Linked DNA regions of Canis lupus: region 1 is linked to region 2. Evidence: chromatin contacts called from public Hi-C data. All regions are on one chromosome and are shown on one strand. Each heading gives the region's core, a stretch centred on a gene start, on an enhancer-like site or on the middle of the called end of the contact. The rest is flanking DNA. Distances are from core to core; before and after follow the strand shown. Region 1 overlaps ARRB1 (beta-arrestin-1). Region 2 has its middle 15 kb from the start of RPS3.

Region 1 (3,897 bases), core at 586-3,085, 82 kb after region 2:
GGGGCTTGTTCTGCCTACTACAATCTAGGCAGAACACTTTATTTTAATTTTTTTTTTAAGATTTTATTTATTCATGACAGACACACAGAGGCAGAGACACAGCAGAGGGAGAAGCAGGCTCCATGCAGGGAGCCCAATGCGGGACTCGATCCCCAGACCCCAGAATCCCAACCTTAGCCGAAGGCAGACAGTCAACCACTGAGCCACCCAGATGCCCCTAGGCAAAATCCTTTAGATAAAGAAAAGCACTGAAATCCTTGGCTTTACTGGAGGGCTTCTGGCCCAGTGTGGGGCATCCTTGGCATGGTCTGATGGGGGAGACATGGCCTGTTGCTAGGGCCCCCTGGTCTGATAAATGTGTGTGGGGGTGGTGGGTGGGCAACATGAGGAGCTCAATGGTCAATGTGACAGGAGACCTGTCTGTCCTCTTAACAGATCCCTCCAAACCTCCCGTGCTCTGTGACATTGCAGCCAGGGCCTGAAGACACGGGGAAGGTGGGTCACGTCTCTGGAAGCCTCTCTCCGGGTAAAGGACATTTGTATCCCCAGGGCCCTGGCTTTCTGAGAGGCATCGGAACTCTGTGTGGAAGCCTCCCTGTGTGGAAGCCACTTCAACACTGCCTCAGATAAGCCGGCTCTTTTCATACAGGGCAGCAGGCAGATAGGGTGTCATCCTCACCCCCGCATTCCATTACATGCAGTCTCTCCTGGGCTTACTGTTGGCTGCAGCAGAACCAAAATGTTCTCTGGACTACCTCTTGGCCTCACAACCTTGCATGGGGGTCCATTCACTGTGGTCTCACAAGTGGAGAAATGGAGGCTCCAAGAGAAGTGACACTACTAGTGTCACAGGCCCCAGATCTCTGAGCCCCCTTGTCTTCACCTGCAAAATGGAGATGAGAGGCTATGCCTCCTCCTGCAGTTTAGAGGGTGGAGTGAGCCACCAGAGCACTGTTGGGTCTGCACATAGTCTGTGCTCCCCTCCTAGGACTGCTGAGCACCCCCATTGTTATTGCCGAGTGGCTGCCTTAATGAGGACAGCTGCCCAGACCAGGCAGGTGTCTGCAGGGTGGAGCCCAGTTAGGGCAGTTTGGGACACCCAGTGTTGGGGGAGCTAGGGGAGCTCTGTGGGAAGGCCAGGTGGGGTTGGGGTGCAGCACAGCACTGGGGCTGAGGCCGATCACAGGGTCCTGAATCAGGCTGAGGGGCGGTTGGCCTGTGAAGTTTGCTATTCCCCTCCAGGGTCCTGGTTTGTAAAATAAGAGGGTGGGATGGCTGTGCTGTCGGGACCCTGTGGTCAGCAGCCCCTTCTCCTCAGGCCTGTGGTGTGGACTACGAGGTCAAAGCCTTCTGTGCCGAGAACCTGGAGGAAAAGATCCACAAGCGGTGAGAAGGGCACAGCTTCCGCTGGGTGTGGGCTGCCTACTGGCAGAGGGAGAGAGACAAGACCAGCAAAGTCAGAGAAGAGATAAGTAACAATACCTGGAAGTGTGTGAGGAGGGGCCGCATATTCCAGCCCCAGAAACTCCAAGAAGGGCCCTCTGGAAGGCTGGCAAGTCCTGGAGGGGTTCCTGGAGAAAGTGGCTCAACTGTCTGGGGCTTAGGGCTCAGGCCTCAGGCCTCAGGATTTCTCCCTTTACAATGCTGAACCTGCCTCCTCCATCACCCTGCTTCAAGTCTTGCCCCATGAGACTGCATGTTTTTATTTTATTTTGGAAAGAAACACAAAATTTGGATCATTTTAAAGAGTGAGCAAGAGTTTTTTCCAGCCACCCTGAACCCCTACTTCCTACTTCTCCTGGGAAGCCATCAGCAGCAGGTGGTAGTGGGGGCGGCAGTGGGGTGTGGGATGGGTCAGCCCACGTGTCAGAAGAGGTAGTGTTCTCTAGAGAGGCACAGCCCTGGGCAGACAGTCCAGACTGGCAGCTGGAAACAGCTGGACCTGACTTCTGAGATAGACTGCCCAGCCCTGCTCTCGTGCCTGTTCCTCCTCAAGGCAGGCCCTGCCCTGTCTTCTGGCGAGGAGGCGAGGCTGGCCTCAGCCCCCCACTCTGATGCACCCTGCCTCCCCAGGCAGCCGCCCGCATTCCTACCGAGCCTGGCTGAGGGTGGCTGAGGGAGGGCACTGCGGCTTCTTAGGGAGTGGGCTGAGTTTGCCACCTGGCGGCTGAAGAGCGTATTGAGCATCTCCATCTCCAGCCCAGGCAACTCCAAGGTGTGGGGAGATGGGACCCTTCTCCCTGGCTTCTCTGTCTTCCTTTTCTTCTTCAGACCTGAGACCAGGGGAAAGATAGGGGTTCGTGGGTTTTTGAAGGGGGCCTGACCGGAGCAAGGAAGAGGAACGACACTGAGGGCCACTGCCTTCACCCTATGCCAGTGTGACATTTTAAGTCCACATCAGAGATACTACTGATAATGATATAGCAGCTATCGTTTATGAAGGGCCTATTAAGGACCAGACACTATTCAGGGTGGTGAACATGTAGGAACTAATTTAATCCTCTCAGCAACCCTGGGAGGTAGGTGTTGCTACTGTTGCCATTTTACAGATGAGGAAACTGAGATCCAGGGGTGAATTTTCTCAAGGGCATATAGTTAGTAAGGGGCAAGCTCAGACCTTCAGCCTGGCTGTCCAGTTCTAGGGGGTGCAGGTGAGAAATGGGGATGCTGGCACACCCAGCACATCGCAGGCACTGCCTCACCAGATCCCATCCCCTCCCAATCCTTGTATCCTCGTTTCTTCCCTAAGCCCCTGTCCCTTTCACTGAGTCCCATCTCATCTCTGGGCCTCCATCTATTCACTGGGTCCCCATCCTTGTCACTGGCCTACATCCCCCTGATTGAATCCACACCCCCTCACTGAACCCCGTCACCTCTCTGAGCCCCCACCTTTTCATGGGGTCCCTCTGCAGATTTTGATTTAATAGATATTTGGAAGGCATTTGTTATATGGCAGGCACTGTCATAGATGTTGAAAACACAGCAGTGAACAATTGAGATAAAAATTTTGCTCCTTAAGGAGCTTACACTATTAAGTAAAGTAAGGGATGTGGGAAGTGAAACATAGTTCCTTTCTCGCCATCCTGCTGGCTGCCAAGGCACAGATCCACATGAGGGACTGCCATGGGGTGGTTCAGCTCCGCTGGTGTGGGAGTTAAGACCGGGACAAGATCAAGTGAGCTGATCCAGGAAGGTTTCCTGGAAGAGGAGGTATTTAGCTGGGTCCTGAAGAAGGAAATAAATGAGGGTAGAAGCAGGAGGAGAGTATTGCAGGCGGGGGTCCGGTGTAAGCAAAGCTGCAGAGACAGGACGAGATGAACCACTGAGGATGATAGTGAGGAAGTGGGGGTGGCTGTGTACACAATGGGGGAGGATGGAGTGGGGCCAGGTGGTGACAAGGCCTCTGTGTCCACCTCTGCAGTTTGGTCTGGATTGTAACGCCGGGGGAGCCATGGCAGTCTCCTGAGGAGGAAAGGGAGGGTTATGAGGAAGGAGGATGGAGGCAGGTGACTCTGGCTATCTTTTGCTCTGCCCATCTCCATTAGGAATTCTGTGCGCCTGGTGATCAGGAAGGTTCAGTATGCCCCGGAGAGGCCTGGCCCCCAGCCCACAGCTGAGACCACCAGGCAGTTCCTCATGTCGGACAAGCCCTTGCATCTAGAAGCTTCCCTGGATAAGGAGGTAGGAGGCTTGGACTTGGCAGGGGGTGGGGGCTGTTCTCCTGGGGCTGGGACATCTCATCCCAGTTCTCTCATGGTCACCAGGGCTCCTGGGGTAGGTAAGAGCTTCTGCCCCCAGTCCTAAGACCACAGGGTTCAGGGAATCTGAGACATCCCTTAGGGGGCTGTGGGGAAGCCTCTGGGGGCCTAAAGGAATGGCAGAGTGGGGCATGAGCCT
Region 2 (3,663 bases), core at 447-2,946:
CTTGCCTCAAATTAAAGAGCCTGGTGGCGGGCACCTCTGGCAGCCCAGTCCTCACCAGACACCACTACAGCTTCTCATGAAGGGGGTAAGAAGCAGGTGCCTGGAGGAAGACTGTGAATCAGCCCTGTCCAGTAGAAATATAATGTGAGCGCGTGCATAATTTCAAGTTTGCTGGTAGCCACTTAAAAGAAGAGGGGAAAAAGGAACAGGTGAAAAAAAAAAAAAAGGAACAGGTGATATTAATTTCAATATTTTTAATTTACCCCATATATCCAAAATGTTATCATTTCAACATGTAATTAATATGTAAATTATTGAGATGTCTTACTCTTCTAATTAAGCCTTTGGAATCCAACAGGTATTTTCTAATTTATAGCACTTCTCAATTCTGTTGAGTCACATTTCAAGAGTTCAACAGCCGCTTGTGACTATAGGCATTTAATTTCGATCCTCTAGCAGGATAAGTGTCTTATGAGGATTCTAGCGGTCCCAGAGAGGCCAGTCCAAGGACCTTTCCTGGCTCTGCCTACAGCCTTGACCTACAGCCCCTCCCACACCCTCCCCCCACACACCTGCCACAATTATTTCCCCCAGGGCACTGTGGTCTCTCTCCTCACCTGTCAGGGCATTTCTTGCTACTTCCTAAAATGTAAGTCAATGTGTCATGTCCCAGGTTAGGAACCCTCCATGGCTCCCCTCCAGTCTGAGACCAGAGCTGTTCAGGCTTGAGGAGGTATAAGGGTTCAAAAGAGCACAGTGATTGAGAAGACAACAACTTGATTCTAGATCCAGTTGCCCATTGAGAGAGGGAGATCCTCAGAGAGGAGAACAGACTCTGGTCTCATGGAGCCTGGTGCAGATATCAGATGTGATGGCCTTGGGCAGGCAAATGGCTTAAAGCTCAGTTGGAGTTTCCTCAAAATAGTACTTACCTGATAGGCTTGTTGTGAGGATTCCATGATAGACTTATAATAGTGCCTGGCACATAAGAGCTAAATCAATGTTAACTCTGAAAAAAGTGACATTTGCATGACAGCATTTCAACACTTTTAAACAATTATTTTTTGGCAAAATATGTAAACTTCTGGGAACTCTCTCAGCTGCTGTGCTGCCAGATGGGCCTGACACTGCACTGATCAAACCCTTATGTGTGGTTCCTCAATCAGGCTCATATGACATAACCTCCTGCCACCTTCAGCTAAATGAATCCCATCAATACCAGTGGGACCCAGCCAATTAAAATCCCTTTAAACATGATTTAGTTATTTGCTAATACATGGCTAATGCTTTTGAATGCTTGCAAAGTTTCAGGTATTTTTCTTTTTTTCTTTTTGACATGCTTTAAGACATTTAATTTTCATAATGACTTTATGAATTAGAGTCTATTTTGCACATGAAAAGACGGGTCACAAAGCTAAGAAGTAGCAGAAGATTTAAATCCAGACAGTCTGGCTCCAGAGTTTGAGCGTGGGCCATCCTTTCTACTTTTCACCAGCAAAATTTATTCCTTCAACCCTTAGTCCTCATCTTAAAAGCTCTCACCTCTGTGAAGTCTTTTCAGCCACTTCAGCACCACTTCCACCCCCACCCATGACCTGTCCCGTGCTCCCTGGGCTATGTTCCCAGGCACTGGGTTCAGGCCTCCAGCTGGACACCTGTCACGTGACATCACTGTGAGCCATGCTAGGACATAGTTCCTCATTCCAGGGTGTCAGCCTCCAGCCTGGTGACAAGGCCCAGGCCCAGGGGAGGGAGCCAGATGGGCCAAGGTTTGATATCTGGCTCTGCCACTTACTTCATGGATACCTTGAAGAGAAGGGTTACTTCACTATTCCTCATACGTGTCATGAATGCTTTTGGCACTATGTGTAAAGTGCCTGAAACATAGTAGATGTTTTATAAATCATGGTTTCTTATCATCAGTGACAATGATTATGCTATATTTTTCCTGTGAATTAAAAAATAAATGAGTTTCTTTACAATCATGAAATGACATAATCAGCAAATTGATACGGAATCCAGTTTGGTTACAAACTTAAATGCTTTCCGTACACCTGCCCTTTGACCTAGCTGTTCTACTTCTGGCAAATTACCTACAAATATATTCCTCTAAGTAAAAAACTGTATAGGCACAAGATCATGCATTGTAGCAAAAGATCGGAAGCCCCAAAAGTGTCCAACACTAGTGAACTGTTTAAAGATTTTATTTATTTATTTGAGAGAGAGAGAACATGAGCATGAGTGGAGGGAGGGGCAGAGGAGAGATAGAAGCAGGCTCCCCGCTGAACAGGGAGCCCAGCAGGATGGTGATGGGACTGCATCCCAGTGTCCCAGGATCCCAAGGTCATGACCTGAGCTGAAAGCATATGCCTAAAGGACTGATCCACCCAGTGCCCCAACACAAGGGAACTGTTTAAATGAATTGTAATATATCCATCAGATGGGATACTATGAAATCATAAACAAGAATGAAAAGGCTCTACATATAGGGGAATGAACCACTTTCCATACTAAAAAAGAAAAGACCCAAGTGCAGAACTGTGTGGAAAATGTTATGATTTGTGTAGAAACTAAAGAGAAGGTTATATATGTGAGCACTTACATGTGCACTGAATGGATATCTCTGAAAGGAAATCCCAGACACTGCTTCTGGATATGGTCTCCAGATGGGAGACTGCAAAGCAGGGCTTCAGACATGCAAAGGAGGCTGGCTCTCCACTGACCACATTTTTTCAATGTTATAAAATGTGCACGCATATCGATTAAATTTTTCATTAACTTAAAAATAGAAATGAACACCTGAAGATATTCATTCTCAGTTGTAACATTTTTTTCAAAGATGATAAACAAATGGCCAACAGATACATGAAAAGATGCCCAGCAGCACACATCATCAGAGAAATGCAAATCAAAACCACAATGAGATAAAAGCAGCACCTCACACCTGTTAGAATGGCTATTATCAAAAAGACAAGAAAAGTGTTTTGGCGAGGATGTGGAGAAAAGGGAACCGCTTCTGGAAATCCAAAGGAAGTGAAATCACTATCTCAAAGAGATATCCTCATACCCATGTTTATTGCAGCATTATTTATAATAGCCAAGACATGGAAGCAATCCAAGTAGCGGTTGATGAATGGATGGATAAAGAAATGTGGTATGTATTATATAATTCAACTGAAGGAAGGAAATGTTGGCATTTGCAATATGGATGGACCTCACAGGTATTATGCTAAGTGAAAGAGATCAGAGGAAAAAAAAAAAACCCTGTGTGATTTTTTTAAATTCTTTTATTTTTAAGTAATGTCTACACCCAGTGTGGGTGCCTGGCTCGAACTCACTAACCCAAGACCAAGAATCACATGCTTTCTCACTGAGACAGCCAAGCATCCCTAATGTGTGATCTTACTTGTATGTACAATCTTTAAAAAAAAGAGAAAAGAAAGAAAAAACTCCAAACTCACAGAAGCAGAGAGTAGATTGCTTGTAGTCAGAAGCTGAGGGGTGGGGGAAATGGATGAAGGTGGCCAAATACTCAGACTTCCAGTAATAAGATGAGTAAGTTCAGCACAGTGACTGCAGTTAACAATATTATATTGTACACTTGCAAATTGCTAAGCATAAATCTTAAAAATTCTCACCACACACACACACACACACACACAC

What was found. A called contact is a pair of places that touch in the nucleus more often than the background predicts.
Region 1: a Hi-C map of blood shows a contact between it and region 2, with 5 times the contacts expected there. The contact joins two enhancer-like sites. A contact is called at or near these places in 5 of 9 Hi-C or Micro-C datasets (amygdala, blood, liver and 1 more).

The regions. Positions count from the first base shown.
Region 1 is chr21:23,397,661-23,401,557 of UU_Cfam_GSD_1.0, forward strand. ARRB1 (beta-arrestin-1) reads left to right here. Exons shown (of 16, transcript XM_038568610.1): 6 at 436-495; 7 at 1,319-1,386; 8 at 3,546-3,681. Among named protein-coding and RNA genes, the nearest start is that of TPBGL, 31 kb to the right of the region's middle. Within about 2 kb of position 1,836, at least 3 of the 20 cell types and tissues checked have an H3K27ac peak or open chromatin away from gene starts, as enhancers often do.
Region 2 is chr21:23,316,150-23,319,812 of UU_Cfam_GSD_1.0, forward strand. No RefSeq gene overlaps it. Among named protein-coding and RNA genes, the nearest start is that of RPS3, 15 kb to the left of the region's middle. Within about 2 kb of position 1,697, at least 4 of the 20 cell types and tissues checked have an H3K27ac peak or open chromatin away from gene starts, as enhancers often do.